Linked DNA regions of Athene noctua: region 1 is linked to region 2. The links are chromatin contacts, called in public Hi-C maps. All regions are on one chromosome and are shown on one strand. Each heading gives the region's core, a stretch centred on a gene start, on an enhancer-like site or on the middle of the called end of the contact. The rest is flanking DNA. Distances are from core to core; before and after follow the strand shown. Region 1 holds the start of FOSL2 (FOS like 2, AP-1 transcription factor subunit). Region 2 holds the start of BABAM2 (BRISC and BRCA1 A complex member 2).

Region 1 (3,623 bases), core at 743-3,242, 200 kb before region 2:
GGGAGCGGCGGCGAGTCATTTCTGGTAAAACTTCTTTAATGTGAGGAATGTCACGGGCTGGTACGGTTGGCAAAGTTTAAGACTGGACTTTTTTTTTTTTTTTTTAAATGATCCTATGAGTTCTTGATGCGAAGACAGCAGTGTGCTCACGCTGCCAGTTTGCTCATACAAGCCACACAAGAAATAATAATACTGGGGGGGGGGGGGGGGGGGGGGAGCCCAACTCTGAAAAATCAAAAAAAAAAAAGAGTGAGGTTGGGCCAGCTGATGTAAACAAGTTATGAAATAACCCAGGTTTGTATAACTGGCCCGATTGTGTAATGCCTTCCCCAGAAGTGGTGGATTTACTCGATGTAGGCACATAAGCCATTCCGAGATGTTTTCTTAGGAAAACGAAAAGGAAAAAAAACAACCTCAAACCACCCGACTAGGCTTTCAGGTCCGTGAATTCACGGCGCTCCCACAGGAAATCTCTCCCATTCTTCGAGCGCCGGCCGGCAGCGGGAGCCTGCGGGAGGGACTGGGGCCGGCCGGCGCGGGGAGCGCTCCGGCGCCCCCCCGGGAAACTCCCGCTCGGGAAAAAGCCACCACCAGCCGGAGAGCGGCTCCCGGTGAAGCGAAGCAGCGTCCGGGCAGGGCAGGGCAGGGCCGCACGCCGCCGGCCTTCGGGTCCCACCGGTGGGAAAGACAGAAATAGCGTCAGCGCCGCCGAGCCAAACTTTGGGGGCGAGGGGGGAGAAGCGGGGAGACCACTCGAGACTGTTAGAAGAGCTAGAGGCCACTCCAAGCCACCCCCTGCGTGGTTTAAGGTGGCTGTAATCGCGCCTGGAAAGTCACTCAGGCGGCACCTCCCAAAGTCCCGGGGAAGGCGCCCCAACTGTTGCGAGCGAGCCCGGGGCAGCGCCCGGGAAGGGGCGGCGAGCGGAGGGACCGAGGAGCTCCCGGTCCGAACAAAAGCAGGAAAAAGGAAGAGTCGGACGCGCCTGGGGATTTGCGTTACCGGCCGGGCAGGGGAGCTGCCCGGGGGAACGCTCCGGTTTCCGAGCTCGCCCCGGGCACCAAGGCAGGGTCCCCCCACCGACCCCCGCTCTACCCGCGGCCGGGGCGGCGGAGGCGGGCGGGCAGGCAGGCGGGCGGGAGCTGCCCCATCGCCCGTCCCCGCTCGGGGTCCGGCCGCTGCCTCCCGCGACGCCCCCGGCCACGAGTGGGCACGCCGGGCCCCGACCGGAGGGGAGCTCCGCTCAGCGTCCCGCCCGGAAGGGTCGCGGCACCGGCTCCGCGAGGGAAGGGCAGGGAGGGAAGCGGCGGCGCCGGGCCGGGGGCGACGGGACGGGACGGCGGCTGCGGGCAGCCCGCGCCCCGGCACCGCCTGCGCCCCCGCGGCCGGCGCCGCTCCCCGGGCGTGGCGGTGAACTCCCGCGCCGGGAGCGCTGGCAGCGGCCCCCGGAGGGACCGGGGGAGAGGGGCAGCGCCCGGCCCTACCTGCTGGGCTGCGCCGCTGGAGTAGGTCTCGGGGTGTCCCGGGGAGCCGCTGCTGCCTCTGGAGGAGGTGTCGAAGTTCCCGGGGTAGTCCTGGTACATGGTCCGAGGTCGGGCCGGGGGAGCCGCGTCCCCGCCTTCCCGCACCGACACCCGCCGCTCCCTCGCCGTCTCCCCGCCCCCTTCTCCCTCCCGACCTCTTCGGCTCCTGCCTTTCGCCTCACAACGCTCGCCGCGGAAAGCGGAGGGGAGGGGAAAAAAAAAAAAAAAAAAAAAGAAGGGAAAAAAAAAAAAGGCTTTGGAGGAGAAAAACAGGGGAAAAAGAAGGGGGGAAAAAATAAAAAATAATAAGAGAGGCTGAGGCAGCAGCGAAGCGCCGACGGGACGGGCCGGGAGGGCTGTTCGGGAGCGGCGCCGTGCGCGCAGGCAGTCGCGGACAGCGGTGGCGCCGATGTCCTCTCTCCGCGCTGCCCGGCGAGACTCGCCCCGCCGGCGGAGCGGCCGCGGCCCCGGGGGCTGCAGGCGGAGCGGTTCTCCTCCGCCTCTCCCCCCCCCCCCCCCCCCTCCCTCCTTCCTCCTCCTCCTCCACCCACCACCAACCGCCCCTTTTCCCGGCGCGGGGGGTGACTCAAGCGGGTCGCCTCTTAACGCCCCGCGGTTCCCCCGGTAGCGCGACCGGCAGCTCCGCGCGTACCCGCGGTGACTCAGAGCAATGGCATCGCCCCGGACCCACGCGCTTATTATCCGCCCGCCGCCGCACCATGTGCACTCGCACACGTCAAACCCGCGGCGCACCGGCCCCACCTTTGCCAGAGCGGAGCCTCCCACCTGCCGCCGCCGCGGAGGGGGGGGGGAGAGGCGGGACGGGGAGACGGGGATGGCGCCCGCCTCCGCCGCGCCGCCCCCCGCCGCTCCGCCCGCCCCGCCCGGACCCGCGCAGAGCGCGGGTCCGGGCGGGGCGGGCGGAGCGGCGGGGGGCGGCGCGGCGGCGGGTTCCCGTCAGGCCCCGCCTCCCCCCGCCCCACTTGGTCCCGTCCGTTGTCGCACGTTGCCAAAAATGGTCATTTGCGTCGCACGACGCGAGCGCGGGTTTCCTTGCCGCGGATGACGCGCTGCGAGAGGGATTCCCTGGCTCCGCCGCCGGGATTTAAAGGGGAAGGCACACGGCTTAGTTGGCGCGGGGGGAGCGGTGGGGTTTTGGGGCGCGGGGCGCGCAAGTCAGCGGAAGATTTGATACACGGGGGCTGTCCGGGGGCTCCCCCCCCCCCCGCCCGCCTCTCTGCGGGTGGGTGCCGGCAGCACCCCAGCGCCGGTCCGTTTCGTCACGGCATCAGTAAAGCGAGAGTTAGACTCGGTTACTTTTAATAGCAGTGTTATTTTTATTGGCTTTATTTAATTTATATTTTATCTTTATTTATTTTACTATATTTTATTTTTATTTGTTTTACTGTATTTTATTTTTATTTATTTTACTTTTTTAAATTTTAGTTTTATTTTACTTATTTTTACCTTATTTTACTTTTTTAAATTTTACTTATTTTTATTTTAGTTTTATTTATTTTATTTTACTTATTTTTACCTTATTTTACTTATTTTTATTTCTTTTACTTTTATTTTAGTTTTATTTATTTTATTTTACTTATTTTTACCTTATTTTACTTATTTTTATTTCTTTTACTTATTTTTATTTTAGTTTTATTTATTTTACTTTACTTATTTTTATTTTATTTATTTTACTTATTTTTACCTTATTTTACTTATTTTTATTTCTTTTGCTTATTTTTATTTTGCTTAATCAGTTTTTATTTTACTTCATCTATTTTACTTTATTTTACTTTTTCTACTTTAATTTTAGTATTTTATTCTTTTTATTATCTTTATTTTTATTTCTATTTATTTTTATTCTTTCTATCTTTTTAATTATTTATTTTTAAATTTTTTTAAAGTCTTTATTATTTATCTTTTTTTCTTTTCGTTATCTACCTTTATTTTAAAATCTTTACTATTTCTAACTCTTATATTTACTCTTATTTTTCTTCTTTATTTTTTAATTTTTACTTTTATACTTACTTCTATTAGATGGACTCCTCCGTCCTCCTAAGATCTGGCTACAGAGCCACTCCAGGCCTCCAAAGCAGAGTATG
Region 2 (3,427 bases), core at 700-3,199:
CTTAGAAAACACCTAGAGCAATTTAAGATGCCACCTCCTGTTTGTTACTTTTCCACCAAAAATTACTGCCTACTCACCTTTATTCTTCCCCAGAGGAACTGAGAGGACACAAGTCTATACTTGACCTATTTCAACTCAAAATCCAACGGCTTGGATTGGACCAATAAAAACGAGTGTAAAACCAAAATGATACTCCACATGAGAGCGGCTAAAACAAGGCACATGTCAGTCTGCCAGCTCCACTGTAGGGAAGAGTAATTTCAAGTAGAGGGGCAGCTGGACCGATGAAGGCAAGAACTTCTTAAGCCATGAAACACATTCTGAAAAACAAGCTATCCTTCTAGCAGTCTTAAAGGCATACACAAAGATCTCAGAATTGGTTCTGATGATGACACATTCTAAGGGGACTAGGTGTTATGAGGGTAGAAGTGTGAGATGTAAGAAATACATGTGGTTATCAGAGCTGAATAGATGCACCTTCCAAAATGAACCGCAGGATGAGATTCCTTACGTTTTTGTTAATAAAATACATAGGTATTGTCAAAACAAGATGTAAATGACTTGCTAGGCATTTTTCCTGGTTTTATTGCACCATTTCTTTTAAGATCCACAATACCTTCTACATAACAAGCCAGATACACAATACTTAAAGGGTCACTATCAATTAAACTCACAGATTTATTTCGTAAACAAAGGTCTTTACAAACACAATTAGTACCCCTTTTAATAAGTTTCAGTTGTGATATACATATCCCCCCACCCCCCCTTAGTTTTCCCACAGTTGGGAAACACAACACAAACTCAAGGGAATTAACAAAATTCACTAGACCGTTTCCCTCCCGAAACAAAACACTTGAAAGAAGTAAACAGACTAATAGCTGAATCCGTTTAGGTCCAGCAGTCTGTCATTACGACTTCAGGCAAATATAACATATTCAAAGTAACCATAAAACCCCAGGCTCTGCTTCGGGCACCAGAGAGTGTCTGGAGGCCAGATACTCCGCTCCTCCACCACCGGTAATAACGTTACGGGGGTTAAGTGAAGCTGTAAGAAGGCAAAGGCAAATATTGCGATGGAGGCCCCGAAGTGCGAAGCAACCTTCCCCGTCCAAACCTCGCGGCTTGGCCGTCGGCAACCCCGGCTTCGTGGTTTTCACTTTGAGGGTGGCAGCCCCAGCTGCCGGGGTGTGGGGCAAAGCGAGGACCCACGACCACCTCCACCTCCTGCCGCCGTGCCCGGACACATCCCCGCCCGCCCGGGACGCGCTCGGCAGCGAGGATCTGCGGAGCCCCGGGTAAACCCCCGGGCAAACCCCCGGCTTCCGCGGCCTTGGCGCGGGAGGCCGGACGCGGGCTGACCTCCGCCGCGCCCCGCTCCCTCCCCAGCCGGGCCCCGCCCGCCGACTCGCCGCCCCCCGCCTCGGCGAGCCGCCCTGGGCCACGTGCCGGCGGGACGAGCCGGGGCCGCCCTGTGCGAAGGCGGCGGGCCCGCCACCCGAGGAGCTGCCAGCCGCCCCGCCCCGCCACGGCGGCGGCGCCCGGGAGCGGGCCAGGCGGCCGCCGGGCTGTGCTTAGGCCAGTCGTCGCCCTGGGCCGCAGCGGCCCCCGCGCCGCCTCCTGCTCGGCTCCTCCCGAGCCGGGCCTGCAGCCTCCGGCACCGGACCCCCTACCCCCAAGGGCCCCGGGGCTAGCGGAGCGGGGGCCGGGGGGGGGGGGGAGCCGGGGCAGAAGCCAGCCAGCCCACCCCCTCGCTCGCTCGCTCGCTCGCTCGCCCGCCCGCCCGCCGCGCCGCTCCCCCGGGGCCGGCAGGGGCGCTGCTCCCGCCCGCCCCTCCCCGGGCCCCGCCATACCTACGGCGGCCGGAACACAGCCGCTTAGCAACGGCCGCGGACACGCGCCCGTCCCGTCCACCCGCGCCCAGCGTGCGCGCCCCCGCTCCCGCCCCGCCGCGCGGCGTGCGCGCCTCCGCCCCCCGCGGCCGCCGCCGCAGCTCCCCGGGCCGGAGGGGTCTTCCCCGGCCTCGCTATTGGCGGCCGCCGCAGTGCCTGGGCGGGCGGTCTCGCCGTGCAGGCGTGGGGCTGCGGTCGCGGGGCGGCCGGAGCGGGGCGAGGCGGGGGAGAAGGCGAGGGCGAGGAGGGGAGGGGGCGGCCTGCCAGCAGGCGTTCGCCGGGGGCACCCCTCCCGGCCGAAGGCCCCTTCGGGCCGGCCGCCGCCACCTCCCCCGCCCGTCGCCCGTGGCAACGGGCGAAGCCGGTGCGGCGGCGGCGGGGCCCGGCCCGGCCTGGCCTGGCGCGAAGGTCGGGTCCAGGGTCCAGGCGGCACCTTGGCCGGGCTGCGGGGCCTGGGCCTGCCCCGTCCCCTGGTGCCATGGCCGCTGAGGTGGTGGTTGTGGGATCCTGTATGACCGACCTGGTCAGGTTAGTACCCGGTGGGGCTCCCGCAGGCCGACAGGCCCCGGCGCGGCGCCGGTTTTCTGCCCTCACAGGACGGAGGGGCCCCGAGGTCACGGTGCCCGGGGCAGAGCAGCGGCTCCCGGCGCCTCCCCAGCCCTCTTGCCCTGGGCTCGGGAGAGCGGGTGTCACGTCTCCCTCCAGGCCGGGACAGGAGAAGTGGGGTCGGCGCCAGGTGAGGCGGCGCGGAGCTCTCGGCCCTGGGCAGAGGGAGCCGAGGCGGGGAGTTGGCTGCGGCGGGGGCAGGGGGAAGGAGCAGAGCCGCCGGTGGGGGCGGCTGGGCCCGGGTGATGTCAGCCCTGCAAATAATACTTTGAAAGAAGACTGTGGGAACTGGGAGAAGTTTGAACGTGTTGTCTGCTGGAGCTTTGATCAGCTGTCTGTAACTTAAGGGAGAAGAGAGACTTGGGTTTGTGTTTTCAGCTGTGCTAGGTGGCTCGGCGTTAGCCTTGCCAGAAAAGCAGCGTTTCATAGTAACCCGCGTGGGAAATCGTGAACTTTGATACTCTTTATCAGCAGAGGAGTTTGAAACGATTTTATGATGGTGAATAAAGCTGGTCAACTGTAACACGTTTTCAGTTCAAAGCACTTGTCTCCACTTGAAAAGCGAGAAAGAAAGCTTAATATTGCAAATAAACTGAAGTTAGCTCCGTGAAAAAGTAGGTTGTAAGTTGATTACTTGCAAACAGCATTTTCTGTGACACTTTGAAAGAAAAGAGAGAGAGAAGACCTCCTAAGCAATTCATATCCAAACATCGCAAAGTGGAAATAGGAAGCCCTTAAAAATTTAGCACCTCTGCATCCCAAAGCTGGTTTTTAAATTATGAAATCTTTTTTTAAAGGAATGGCTTCATTCCTTTTTTTAAATTTTCTGGGCATTTTGCTTTTAGAATTAGTTACTTGGGTCTCATTTTTTTTTTTTAATACATAGGTAAAGTTTGGGAACTTGTTTCAAAAATTAAAATACAGAAGTTCAT

Evidence for each region. A called contact is a pair of places that touch in the nucleus more often than the background predicts.
Region 1: a contact with region 2 is called in a Hi-C map of heart, with 5 times the contacts expected there. The contact joins the promoter of FOSL2 here to the promoter of BABAM2 in region 2. A contact is called at or near these places in 2 of 2 Hi-C or Micro-C datasets (heart and liver).

The regions. Positions count from the first base shown.
Region 1 is chr1:97,764,574-97,768,196 of bAthNoc1.hap1.1, reverse strand. FOSL2 (FOS like 2, AP-1 transcription factor subunit) reads right to left here and starts at 1,992. Exons shown (of 4, transcript XM_074897061.1): 1 at 1,483-1,992. The coding sequence starts at 1,581.
Region 2 is chr1:97,560,019-97,563,445 of bAthNoc1.hap1.1, reverse strand. BABAM2 (BRISC and BRCA1 A complex member 2) reads right to left here and starts at 1,949. Exons shown (of 12, transcript XM_074897058.1): 1 at 1,851-1,949. RBKS (ribokinase) reads left to right here and starts at 2,059. Exons shown (of 8, transcript XM_074897060.1): 1 at 2,059-2,417. The coding sequence starts at 2,368.